Regions from separate parts of the Macaca fascicularis genome. Here region 2 is linked to region 1. A link is a contact called in public Hi-C data. All regions are on one chromosome and are shown on one strand. Each heading gives the region's core, a stretch centred on a gene start, on an enhancer-like site or on the middle of the called end of the contact. The rest is flanking DNA. Distances are from core to core; before and after follow the strand shown. Region 1 has its middle 160 kb from the start of TOMM20. Region 2 holds the start of IRF2BP2 (interferon regulatory factor 2 binding protein 2).

What was found. A called contact is a pair of places that touch in the nucleus more often than the background predicts.
Region 2: a Hi-C map of liver shows a contact between it and region 1, with 4 times the contacts expected there. The contact joins the promoter of IRF2BP2 here to the enhancer-like site in region 1. A contact is called at or near these places in 2 of 2 Hi-C or Micro-C datasets (liver and skeletal muscle).

Annotation. Positions count from the first base shown.
Region 1 is chr1:14,150,341-14,156,863 of T2T-MFA8v1.1, reverse strand. No RefSeq gene overlaps it. Among named protein-coding and RNA genes, the nearest start is that of TOMM20, 160 kb to the right of the region's middle. Within about 2 kb of position 2,528, at least 5 of the 6 cell types and tissues checked have an H3K27ac peak or open chromatin away from gene starts, as enhancers often do. A contact at or near this core is called in liver, where this site is marked.
Region 2 is chr1:14,522,434-14,529,694 of T2T-MFA8v1.1, reverse strand. It overlaps IRF2BP2 (interferon regulatory factor 2 binding protein 2), which reads right to left and starts at 4,500. Exons shown (of 2, transcript XM_005539751.5): 1 at 2,778-4,500; 2 at 1-2,180. The coding sequence starts at 3,825. The coding sequence ends at 1,465. It overlaps LOC141407064, which reads left to right and starts at 3,293. Exons shown (of 9, transcript XM_073994398.1): 1 at 3,293-7,261. The coding sequence starts at 3,824. The coding sequence ends at 4,810.

The DNA.
Region 1 (6,523 bases), core at 1,279-3,778:
TCTGCCCTGAAGACTCTTTTACTCTCGTCTTCCCCAAAGTAGCAGCTTTAGATCTGCCCTAAACCAAGCGGCAATATCAAGGTTTCTACTCATACCGGGAGACGGGGAGGGTTTATCATCTGCAGGATCCCAGGACAGCCATCGCTTCATTTTGTCTTAGCCAAATCACTGTTTCTGGCTATGAAAGTCTAGTAATAAACCGTGGATGACACTACCCAATGGTGGCTCTAATGCCGCTAAGATAACAAAAATAGCCAAAGCATTTGCAGAAGGGCTTAGCTGTAGGGCAGCTGAAGGTACTTGAGTTTCCATCACACTCTCAACATGCTACCATTGCTTATGTACATCCACGCTTCTTTTTTCCATTCAGGGTTGCTAACTCCATTAGATAGTTCTTCTCTGCCACTTCCTCTAATATTATCTTCCCATAAGATGAGGAAAAGAAACACAACAAACTCGGCCCTGCTCAGCCACGTGGTCCAGCCCATACAGGTCTGTGCTGCATATAAACTTGTGGCTCCTTGCTTAGCCTCACCCCTGAAGTGCAGGAAGATTCCCCAGCAACTCATTTAATCTTTCTTTACTGCAGTTTCTTTATCATTAAAATGCAATGTTTGAAGGCCATGGCTGAAGTAGCCAAATAATATTATCCAATTAAAGTGAAAAGCACCATATAAATGCTACAGAGGCTAAGACTTAAATAGCCACATATGGTTTGGGGAAAAGCACTCCAGTGCATCAGCTAGCAGTAAAAACATGCAGGAGCGAAATGATCTGGCTGGAAATGAACTGCAAACTGATAAACATTTAGTTGCTAATGCAGTGTTTATTATTTTTTACTAGGATAAAAATTAACTTGTGCGGCCTTAGCCAGCAAACACATTGAACTCTACCATCTGGGTAGTGGAATCGGTATTTCTGTAGCCTCAGGTTACAGGTGACTGTTGCCAGATTTGAGTTTATTAGCAAATAGGTCCTGGTGTGTCCGGACAACGGAACCGCGGGATGCTTCTGGAAGCACAAACACGCCAGCGAACCAAAATGTAACATTCGAGAGGCAGCTTAGGGCCGCCCCCAACCAGACGCAGAATCCTGTACTTCCCAAAAAGAGGTTGCTACTTGTGTAAAGAATCGCCTTCAGCCTGCGAAATCAGCCAGGCATGCAAGGCGACAACCTCTCGAAGAACCAGAGGTTCGGGCAGCGCGGGAACCGAGGGCGCCTGGAGCTGGGAGTGGGACGCAGGGGGCGCGCAGGGCGCGGGGGCGAGCCCGGACCAGCGGGGCGGACGCCGGCGAGACCACGTGACAACGCCAGCAGCGGCCGCAGCGGCCCCAGCTGCAGACGCCGCCGTCCTCTCCCCGGGGCCCTTTTCCATGAGCTTTGCAAGCAGCTGGATCAATTTTCTCGAGCCACAGCGCCCTACACAAGCACGGTCTGAATTATTACTCATGGAAATCCCCTCTGTTTCATGGAATCAGGTAGCTTTCAAACTCCCAACAATTAATGGCCGTTTTGGTCAAAGGAAAATAGCAAAAAAACAAAACAACCCCCACCCCAACCCACCCCCCAGAAAAACCCAACCCAGACTGCCAGGCTGAGGGCTTCTAAACAGTCCGTTTGGTTTCTAGTAAATTAGAGGGAGTGGGTGGTTGAGGTACAAGTAATGCTATCCTGTAGAGTGTGGTCTTCTTTGACGTCAGCAAAATGTTTCTCTCGTGTTTCTGCTTCTTTCCCTCTCTCCCTCCTTTTCCCTCTCCACCCTCCTCCTTCCCTCTTTATGTCAAAGAGACAGATGACATAGGGTAGCTGTGGAAAAGTGCTCATAGTTTTGCAACATAGCTCACAGGCTCAGAAAAATTCCCACATTTTAAAAAATGAAGGGTATTGTGGGAGGTGGGTAAATTGGCAACACAAAAATACATGCTACCCAGGGAAGGAAGGGGGAAAGGCTGCTGGGAAGTGCAGTCACCACCACTGGCGGTACAGTCCTCTCTCCATCCTGCCCGGTTAGCAGCTCCGTCTGAGGGAACATTCTTCCTGTGGGGAAGAACACAGCCTAGCTCCAGCTGGCCTGAAATCGGATCCTGGAGAGCATGCGCCCTCCTCCCTGGCTACTGTATTGGTGGGACCCATCCCGGGCTGCTGAGCCAGGATTTCTCCTGGCTCTGCTCCCCCTCACCCCGCTTCCGCTACAGTTGTTTTTCTCTACTCATCAAAGGTAGCAACAGCTGCCCCCATGGGTTAGCATAGAACTTTCTAGAATAAGGATTCCAAGTCTAGGCAAACATTTGTAACTTGATCCTGCAGTATTTTTGTTTCCCTTCAAATTGCTTTTGTCAGCCCCACTGTTTCAACAGGGGCAGCCGTGAACACCCTAGGGGTCTGGCCCGACAGCCACAGGGTGAGGATTGGTGGAGTGGGCCACTCCCTTTGTGGCTGTGAATTGCCATTTGGTCTGTAGAGTAATGTGACTCTGACATTCTTTGCCCAGGCAGCTCTTCAAAAGCGAGAATCTGTCCTGACCTCGCAGGTTCTGACGTGCTGACTGCCAGTGTGGTTTCAGGCAGGCGGAGAAAGGAGCGGGGCCCAGGGTACACATAGGCCTGGTTTTCTCCGTGTGGGGTGTACTGGCTCCCCCTCACCCCTTCCCTGATCTAGACAGCAAGGGCATCAGAGGACCTTGGAACAGGGAGCACTTTGTAAACCAAAGCCTCTAAATGCTGCAGACACCAGGTTCATGTGAAAAGCAGATCTGCCATGGAAAAAATACATGCATGAGAAAATGGAGCAAGGTCACATGAATCTACTCAGAAATGAGACCTGGAACCTGAAAAAGAACCTCTGTGTGTGTGTGTGTGTGTGTGTGTGTGTGTGTGTGTGTGTGTGTGTGTATTGGGGGAGGGATGGGTGCATAGCAGCGTCACAAGCAGATAACGTAAGAGCACAGCACACAGTAGATATTTATTAGGTTGTGCAAAAGTAATTGCGGTTTTTGCCACTAAAAGTAATGGTGAAAACCGCGATTACTTTCACACCAATGTAATAAGAATTGGGCAGATGAACAAATGAGCAAGTGAATGAACTACAGGAATAAATAGGTTTAGAAAACAAAGCACAAAAGAGCTGAAACTTTCTCAGGGGTGGATGGGGGTAGAGCTGCTGGATCCGTTTGGAAGAGAACAGATTTCTAAAGTGTAAATTTTAGAGCACTTTGTCAACCAAAGCCTCTAAATGCTCTAAATGCTGCAGACACCAGGTTCATGTGAAAAGCAGATCTGCCATGGAAAAAATATATGCATGAGAAAATGGAGCAAGGTCACATGAATCTACTCAGAAATTAGACCTGGAACCTGAAAAAGAGTGTGTGTGTGTGTGTGTGTGTGTGTGTGTGTGTGTGTGTGTGTGTGTGTGTGTGTGTGTGTGTATTGGGGGAGGGATGGGCACATAGCAGCATCACAAGCAGATAAGAGCACAGCACACATATTTATTAAGTTGTGCAAAAGTAATTGCGGTTTTTGCCACTAAAAGTAATGGTGAAAACCGTGATTACTTTCACACCAATGTAATAAGGATTGGGCAGATGAACAAATGAGCAAGTGAATGAACTACAGGAATGAATTGGTTTAGAAAACAAAGCACAAAAGAGCTGAAACTGTCTCGGGGGTGGATGGGGTTGGTGCTGGATCAGTTTGGAAGAGAACAGGCTTCTAAAGTGTAAACCCAAACCAGGAGTCTGCCATGATGACTGATGATAATGACACTCGGTAACAAGCTTGAACACTTGCCACATGCTAGACACGGTGAGTGTCTGACACACGTCATCTCAGCTGGTTCTCATAGCAACCCCAGGAAGTAGGAACTAGGTTAAGGGTATGCCAACTCTTTGGGGCACCAGAGAAGAAAATCCTGGACCCGAAGGGTTTAGGAAGACTTGAGGCAGATGTCTCCGACCAAAAGCAACCCATGTGTAACTCCAAGTTGGCAAAGTGGGCCTTTTAGTGGCCCTGCCTGCCTAAGTCTGACCTCCACTGTAGTTTCTGCCTGCCTTGGTCACTCTTGAGAGGAGACAATTGCTCTCCTGCTGACTTACTGTGCAGAGACCCTGAGGGGGCCAAGGGTGGAATGGCTCTGATCCCAGGCAGCAAAAGTTGGCCTAACCGCCTCCTCCCCATTGCTCCTTCCTTCCCGCAGAAACTGCGGGAGGGGAGGGAAGAACTGGCATCCCTAGGCTTCAAGGGTGGTTCCTTTGTGCTTCCGGCCCCAGCCTTACTGGGCAACCGCTGGGCTCTTGAGGAAGCACACTCCAGTTTTCCAGGACATTAAGGGGACTCAGATTGCCAGAGTGATGCCAACGGGCCTGTCCTTGGTGGCCTCCACGGACCTTCTCTCATCTTTAAGAGTGCAGGAAACTTTGGTTTGACCCAACTGAAGCGCTGGTGCTTCGCAGCTCTAGTTCATTAAGGCTGAGCGGGCTCTCTTTTCAACATCATCGCAGGGATCATTTTCTTCCACCTCACGTTTCCTCTCCTGGAAACGCACCTTAGTTATTTTTTGGTCACTTCAGGGGAATTGTCTCTCCTTCATGGTCTACACCATTACTCTACTGAATTATTCTTTCTTGCAAACATGCTGTTACAGCCGTGACATCACAGATGTGCATTTAATATAAACACTCCTCCCGGGGCATGATTTGAAATATCCCCCTCTCATGTAAGATGCTTCCCTGAGAGGCGGAGTGGGGTGAGGTGGGAGGGACTTTGGAGGAGAAGCTTCTGCTTGAACCCAGCTGGTTACCCTCTGAACACCAGGACAGAGCGGAGTTGGCTGTCAGCTTGAACTTCTTGCCCACTCCTCACTCACCCTGGACCCCCATGCCCATACGTCCCAACAGATTGGATTCCTATTACCCACCCATGGACATGCCATTAAAAATATGGAATATGAATAAGCTCCAGAACACACTGGACTCTGCAACTCAGCGCATGTGTGATCAACTGGAACAAAAGACAGAGCCCTTAGCCACTGCCAAGTGGTTTAACAAGGGCGTTGAGAAGCTGTTTGGCTAACAGCACACAGACCAGTCTGTGCTCCCGTGATGGGAGCAAAGATGAAGCAGATGCCCTCGTGGGCACCTGACACAATAAGTTGCCAGCCCCCCCTAAACACACACACACACAATCATGACCTCCAGTGTCCCTGAAAGGTGGCACGGGTAACAGCCAGTGCATGCTCTCTAGTCCTGGCCAGCTGGAGTCCAAGCCTTGGATAATAATACCTCCTTGATGGGCTAATACAATGTTTATAGCACTTCTGGCTTCTGGTAGGCCGCTTTTTATTGTTGGCAGCAACAGTGTTTACAGTGGCTTGGTGCTGAAGAAGATCACTGCAATTTACTGAGCAATTTTTATGAGCCATGTGTGTTAAATACATTACCTCTACTCACATTAGCCAGCAAGGTAGGTATCATTATTCCTATTTTACAAATAAGGAACCTGAGCTTAGAGCAGTTAAGTCATTTGCCCAAAGTCACATAGATAGTGGCAAAGAGATGGTTCCCATTAAGGTAATCCATGCCTCCTTCACAGCGCTGTGCTGGCCTGCATGGAAAGACAGGTCCACACAAGCAGAGCTCCTACTGCAGGGCGACACAGAGTAAATCCAAGTGATTATGCAAAAGGGCAATGGCCGTGTGTGTGTGTGTGTGTGTGTACACCCTCAGCTCAGGACAGTGCTTTTCAGCGGCACACAGTCCGCCAAAGGCCCATGTTCAAAACCCACCTACTGAAAAGCTTGATTCTGACCCTCAGCCCACAGCAAATGTAGGAAATAAACAAAGGGCATTCATAAAGACTAGGGTTCACATGCAAAGTTCCTGTACATAATAAAACACAATAAACCAAGCGGTCAAAACCACTGGAAAGCATCAGTAGACATTCAGGTAATGATACATTTATTTTAAGCAATCAGAAAGGGAGAGCAAAAGGTAAAATCACCTTCTGCATGGGTAGAGGTTTATCCTTGCCCCTTCTTTGAGGTAGAGTTAACAAGCCCAACGTGACTTGAACAAGGAGAAGGAGGCTCTTGCAGGTCACTGGCATCCACAGATAAACAGTAATGGAAGTATGCCTATGGGGATAAGTGGGTTTTAACACATCGGCTTTGACTGGTGACAAACACCTTTTTGCTCTGTATCCCTCCACGCCCCCTTTAGCTTTTCCAGGCCACCCTTGTTGAGAAGCCAGTATTCTAGAAGTTGAAGTGGCCTTGGATGTTGTTCTCTGCTGCAGCAAACTTTCCTTGCTGAATCAGACCCCATAAAATATCAACTATGAATCACACACAAGTAAATGAGCCGCTATTGGGAAGAGAGATAATGGGGTGATATTTATCAGTGGCTGAATCTCAGCAAATAATCTCAGCATTGCCTAATCACTGGTCATGTTCGTGTACGTTACCTTCCAGATCACTGCATGGTAGCTCTTGGGATGGTTTCTGACTGTCAATATTTACAGGAACCAGGCA
Region 2 (7,261 bases), core at 3,251-5,750, 370 kb before region 1:
TACAAACACCTGAACATAAGGATTTAAAAGTGTTCCTGTCAATGTTAAATCATAACAGCACAAAAGAAAAACCAGTATCACTGTGAGACAACTATTTCTAATAATTGATGATTTATTGGTTTTAAAAAAATCATTTTACTGATGCAAAATAGTGATCAAAAGAAATTAGTTTACAAAAAGACTTCTAAAAATATTTTGAGAGGTGGGGCCTATTATATAAAACCCTTAATTTCTTTAATTTCCACTAGTTTATCATTTTTTTCCAGAACAGTATTATTCACTTGGTATTTCAAACACATGTAAGAAGGAAATTACAGGTTTCCTCCACCCACATTTGGGCTGTCACTGATATGCCCAAGGGCAGTCCTGGCAGCACCACGCGGCTGTTACTGTCATTGTACCATACTGTATTCAGCACTCACTAGAAACAGGGTATAGGTGATAGTATCAACAGCAATAGCACTACAGGTAAATGATAAACAAAACAGAAACAAAACCAATCCCACAATCTCCAAGTTCACCTGGACTGTAACTTCTCTTGCAACTCTTTCAAAATAAAGGACAACAGCAACAACAAACAGACCTCTAGGGTGTTTAAAAAGATGAAGTGGCGCTGCAGAGCTGGGCGCTGCTCAAAGATGGCAGTGCCATCTTGTACACACCACCATCCATTATAACCGCCTTCCATCACTGGAATTGTGTCTTATGTAACCAACTAGCATGCAGCATTGTAATCTTACAACTGATCACGTGGACAGTGAACAGCGGTCAACTTTGTCTTAAAAAAAAAAAAAAAAAAAAAAAACCCCAAAAGACCACACAATCCTGAAAATTTCCCAGCAGCACTCTCAGTCATCAGTTATCTCAGGAACTGAACTTTTGAACAAAACAGAGATTCAAAATCTACTTTCCTACTCCTCTGAGGACAATGCTTCAGGGTAAACTGGTATTTCCCAGTGGCATGCCCACTTGACAACATGCCCGTTCACTCATTTCCTTTCCTTCTCCACCACTTGGCCTCCGGCCTGAGAAAGGGGCCAGCAATAAGGAATGACAGACAGTAAGGCAATCTTACAATGTCAGAAAATGTATTTGGCTTTTTTTTTCTTTTTAAAATAAGTGCATACAAATACAGCTAGAAGCATTTCTGATTTGCCAAGTGCTCTAAAAAAGCAGCGCAAGTCACAGCCTACATAGAACGGTAACTGTCACCAGGATAATAAAGCACAAAGATATGCTAATAACGTTAACAAAAGAAAAAAATGCCTTTATAAGTACATACCTTTTGTCGTCAAAAAAAAATATAGAAACACAATGTATTCAAAAAAAAATCAAAATTATACAGCCATGTTTATGAAGTCTACATTTCCCTTGTCTTGGATATATATATATATGGAGATATATATATACAATTCAAGCAGTTTTAATTAAGGGTAATCATTGGGTTTTTCTGAAACCGGAAAGTCACGAGTCTCTCTCTTTTTTCACTTTCACATCTCCAGCAAGGATGGTTGCAATTTCCCCTTGCATAAAGGCCCAGGGGACATTGGAGCCCACAAGAGGGCATTTTTCCCCACTGGGACAATAGACCTCTCCACTAGCTCCCTGCTGTTTGATGCTTTGTCTGGAGCAAGGGAAGCAGAACTTGTGCGAAGGGACGGACGGGCACTGCACAAAATGGGTGTCCTCCAGCCGCTCGTGGCAGAGGGTGCAGCACAGCGGGGCACTGGCTGCCAGAGAGGAGTCCGGGAGGCTGGCAGGGTGCACTGGCTCCAGTCCTCCTGTGTTGCCTGCTCCCTGGCCCCCCACCTCTCTGGGGCCCAGCCTTCTTTGGTTCATAGAGGACGGAGAGGGCGGACTGTTGCTATTCCTCCTGGTAGTGGAGTGAACCTGGTTGGCATCTTTTGAGGCATGACTGCCCCCTGCATTGTCTGCTACTAAGATCAGGGCTGCCATGGGGGACTGGCCATTCTGGGCCGCTTCAGGCGGTGTGGTCCGGTTGGAATGAGGTGAGGCAGTGGGTGGTGGCGGAGACACAAAAGAGGATGTAGGAGTCATGGGGATCTTGAGCCCTTCTGTGGATGTGGACAGCCACGGCTGGGCCTCTCCATTGATCTTAGGGGGCCCGACTTCACCTTCTGGTTCTGGAGAGGGCTTCCTTTTCCTTGCTGTTCTTGCAACTGGAAACACAAAGAAATAAAAGGAAAAAGGAAACATAAATGGCGGTGCACTGAAAGGGATCCTTCCCTTCCTAACCCGAAACAAAACTCGTTACAGAATTCCTCCTCTCTAAAAGCACAGACGGAAAACCCTCCTACGAGTTTCAGGTGCACATACACGCAACTTGAAACATTTAGGCGTGTGGGGTTCTGAGGCAGTAGACTGAAAATAAAACGGAGCCACTGAAAATGGCAGGCTTGTAACTGCCTGTTTTTACACATGCACAAAAGTACCCTAGTTTGCACTGGGCATGTGACTGCTAATGTCCCCCAATAGGTTAAAAGGTGACTAGTGCCCTCATGCTCCCATCCAAGAATGTGCTGGGAAAGGAAAACCCCGTGTCAGAGCGTATCAGCCCAGTCTGACTCATCTCTGTTATGCTGCTTCAGCACATGAACACGTTGCCACTAAGCACTGGTTCCGCCTCAGGCAGATCAGGAAGTGGGGTGTTTGTTGTTTCTGAGCTGGGGTAAAATGGTGAATCGAAAGAACCACCCCTCCTCTGCTCTCCGTCCCCTTTTCTCCCCTAGAACCCCTCACTTCACAGCCGCCCCTACCTGCTTTAGACCCGTTGGCCCCGTTGGCCTCGAAACCCAACAACCTGCCTGCAGTCAGGGCCGGCTCCTTCTTAAACTTGCTCTCGAAGGGCCCCGAGTGGCCGTGCTGGTGCAGCGCCAGCAGCGTGTCGCGCACGGTCTTGGGCCTGTTGACCCAGTCCTGCTCTCCAGACCCGCGGCTCTTGCCCGCACCTTCCGCGCTCAGCTCGGCGGCCCCGGCCGCGGTGGACAGGCTGTCCGCCGGGCCCCGGTGCGCAGGCGGCGGCGGTTGCTTCTCCTTGGCTGCCGCCTCGCGCTGCTCGTGCTCCACGGCCGCGCTGCTCGACACGGATGCCGGCCGCTTGTGGGCGCCCAGGTCGGTGGGCTGCGCGGAGCCCAGGCTGGCGGCCGCGGTTCCGGACACCGCGGCTAAGGAGGCGGCAGCGCGGCCGCCGAGGCCGAGCGCGGTGGGCAGCGGCGTGGCCGAGCCGTTCATGAGCGGCACCAGGGTGGGCGGCACCGCGTGGCCGCGCCGCGGGTTCGGGCTCTGGCGATTCAACTCGGGAGGCTCCTCTAGCTTGGAGAAGCCGTTGGGCACCAAGATGCCGTTCACGGGCGGCGGCTGCGGCGTCGGCGGCTGGGCCAGGCTCGCGGCCGGACGACTGCCGCCGAAGTCAGAGCCGAGGCGCGGGGGCCGCTCGGCCGCGGCCGCCAGGGGGTAGCGCTCCAGGGCCTGCGGCGCGCGCGGGGCCGCCTCGGGGCCGCCGTGGCCGAGCTGCTGCTGCTGCTGCAAGAGGATGTCCTTGGCCGAGAGCGGCGGCGGCTTGGCGGCGGCCGGGGCCGCGGCGCCGGGCGGGGAGCGACCCTCCGGGAAGCAGCCGTGCGCCCGCTTGAGCTGCCGCGCTGTCTCGATGACGAACTCGACGCGGTCGGCGCCCTCGTAGTTGACGCAGCCGCGGCACACAGGTTCGGTGAAGTCCCAGATCATGGCCCAGGGCATGCGGGGCAGATCACACAGGTAGCACGACTGCCGCCGGGACGCGGCCGCCACCGCCACCGCCGCGGCCATGTCCGAGGAGCCCGCGGCGCCGGAGGAGGAGGAGGAGGGGGCGCCGCCGCCGCCCCCCACCGGCACCACGCGCGCCCTCCTCCCCCCCCAACCCCGCGTCTCCCCCACCAGCGGCGGCGGCGGCCGCAAAGGCGGCGGCGGCGGCGGCAAAGCCCGCGAAGGCTCGGCGCCCGCGCAGCGCCCCCGGTGCACGAGGGGCGGCGGGCGCGAGGCGAGGGGCTGCAGCCGCGGCAGCAGTTCCCCCCGGCCGGCGCGGGCGCGGGCGGGCGGCGCGGTGCGGCGGTGCGGCGGGCGCGGCGGCGGGGGCTCGGCTGGAGCCGCGGCGGGCCTCCAGACCGGGGCGAAGACGGGCCGCGCGGGCGCGGGGGAGCGCAGCAGGTCGCGGCGGCGGCCGGCACAGTGTGCGGGGCGGGGGGCGGGGAGGCCGGGGGGGCAGGGGGCGGGGGGCGGCCGCCGGGGCAGGCTCAGCCCGAGCGGCGGGGCATGCCGCGCCGGGGCGGCGGCGGCTGGGCGGCGTGGAGCTCGGGTGCGGCGCAGGCCCCGGGTCGCTCCGCCGCTCTCTCACAGCTCCTGGCGTCGCCGCTCTCCAGCGCCAGCGTCAGCGGCCAGCCCGCCTCAGCTCTGCCGCCGCCACCGTCGCTGCTGCTGCTGCCGCCGCGGCCGCTCCACTTCTACAGACTTGATTCTTCGACAGTCTCGCACAGCGCCTGCGCGGGCCCCCTCCCCTCGGGCGCGTGCCCGCCCTCCCGCGCGCGCGCTCCCCTCCCCCCTGCGCGCCGAAGGAGCGCTGTCGGGAGAGCCGGCTCTGTGGCGCCCGCCCGCTCGCGGGGCAGCGCGGCAGCGCAGCGCTGGTGTCCCCTCGGAACACGGCGCAAAGTGGTCGTGTGCTTTTCCTCCACTTTCCCTCACTTCACGCCCCACCCGGCTGTCTCGACCACCCTCAGGATGTTTTCCCCTGGTGTGCCTCTGGACCAAATCGTGCTAAAAGCCATTTCTTTTTCTTTTATGCAAGGCCACTTTGTCACTTGGTTTCCGTCAGTCTCCTGAGAATGGGGATTTTAGGTCTAGCGTGGTTCACAGTTCTGGTTTTTTAGGAGTTATACTTGAAAGCTCAATGTCGGACACAAGAGCATGAAATCCGTCACTGGTGCTTTGCATTTGCATTTGTCTTGGGAAGGACATACCCGCCGCCTGCCCCTTTTACTAACTAGGGAGAATCTGGATGTTCCCAAGCCCAGCACCACGTGCACACGCCGCCAGCTGGCTCGCGCGTTTTCCACGGAGCCCTCTGGAGGGGAGGGAGCGCGGTTCGGATTAGCAGCTCGCGAACACCAAGTGCTGCTCTTAGCCCCGTCCAGCCCGCCCTGTTCAGCTAGGGCCTCGCCGCGCCAGTTGCCCCGGCCGCCTTATGTAGGTCTGCGCGGCGGGCGCGTGACGTGGACTCGGGACCGTGGGCGGCCGCCGCCGCGTGTGCGCACGCTCCGCGCAGACGTGCCTCGGCGCCGCTGGCACTAGGGCCTCGTGGAACGAATGCACATTCCAGGGATCCGGGGTGTACGGCCAGCGCGACCGCGTCACAGCGCAGGCCCCACCCCCTTCGGCGAGTCTGGGCGTCCAGGCGCCGCCCCGGGCCCGAACTTGGACTCGAGGTGGCGGGAGGCGCGGGCGCGAGTCGTGGGGGGAAGTCCTGCTCGCCTCCGCGGGGTCCCCGCTGGCCGTGGGGGCGACCGGCTGGCTGGCTCGCCGTCGCGCAGGGCGGGCCGCCGATGGGGGCAGACTTGCGCCCTATATGCCACCCAGGCTGGGGTAAGCCCAGCCCAGCCGCGCGGCCTTCAGCTCTGCCACCGTTGGCAGCCTCAGACTCAGCCCAGACTGAATTGAATGCTTGAGTTTCGCACTTTTATCGGGAGGAGGAGCTGGTGTGTGTTATGGTAAATCACTTTGGGCTGGTCGTTAGTCTCCCTAATACACGTAGGCTTAGTCGCTCTTCAATTGGGACTTTTACACTTCAGCTCTTTAAGGGCGGCCTCTGGGGCTGCTTTTGTTGGGAACACAGGCCCACAACTCTCCCTTGAGACTGGAATGAGCTGGTTAAGTGTGGGAAGAACAGGGTACTAATTATATTATCTTTCCTACAACTGGATTGGTAGGTGGAGAGAAAAAAAAAATCCTGCTGACGTTTCTCTCTAGTCGTTGCTATTGAAAATACCAGGTTGCTTCAAAGGATTAACCACAAGGAAGAGGAAAAACACCCTTAGAGAAACAGTGGAGGGAGCTGCTTAAAACACATGAAAAAACCTGTTCGAAAATGGCACAGAAAACGTAATGTCAGACCTAAATGTTTTTACAGGCTAACCTTGAATGCCTTTTGGGGATTTCCATAGAAGGTGCGCTTGCTTTAAAGGTCTCTCCATCTGTTCCTGGATCTTGCCCTGCAATTGCAATCCTGCCTCACCCTCTCCAAGCTGGGAGAACGGGGCCTGCCCAGATCCTTCCCGGGAGTAGCTGGTGCCAGCGGGTTTGGTCACTCCCAGGCCCTGCTGTTGCACACCACTTTGAAGACCTGTCCCTTTGGTCATCCTCCTCAGAGACCCTGTGACAGTCATTCCAGCACATGGCTTCACCCACTGCGTCACTGCCCAAAGGGGATGAAGTCCAGTCCTTGTGCTGCAGAGAAATGAACCAACTGAACGCCCCCAAGAGACGGCCCCACTAAGCACTGACTGAAACATATTAAAAGAAAACACAACCCACCATTAGAGCTGTGGCCTAATTATACTCATTTCTCTGCAAGCTGGTACTGTAATGGCCTCAAGGGAGAGCCTGCCACTCCATCCCCAAATAGAATTAGAGATACAAATTCTGCCTTGAGAGATACTAAGATCTTTGTAGAACAGAGCTTTTCTTCTCCAAAGGAAGAACATTTCCTTCTTACTTTACACTGCCAGTTTCATGTCGAAACTGAGTTGTTGTAACTTCCCTAATGAAATGCCCGATGGAAAATGGAAAGGCTATTTTAGTTCTGGGCTCGATCTGGAATCAAGGGGGTTAAGGCTGGATCCAGGGCAGCAATTCCTTATATTGTATCAGAAGTCTTTCATGCTGCCTGGCCTTTCATGTAGCTCTGAAGCAGCTTTATCGATGTATGCTAAGTAAACATAGCTTTGTTTTTGTCTTCCACCCACCGTTCCCTCCCGGCACAGACTGGAGTTGGATCCCGTCCAAAGCGGCTGCTGCAGCAGTTACAGCCGCCTCCTCCACACACAGGAGCAGGGTTTCTAGGGTGAGGCAATGCGTCTGCAATTCGCAGAGACAAGGCAGGAATTGTAATTGTAGTTCATCATGTGATGACTTATGAAAGAGGAAGTTGGTATGTTTTAGTCACGTAGACTCTGCCCTCTTGCTTAAGGCACCAGGTCCTCTCAGAAGAGAATTA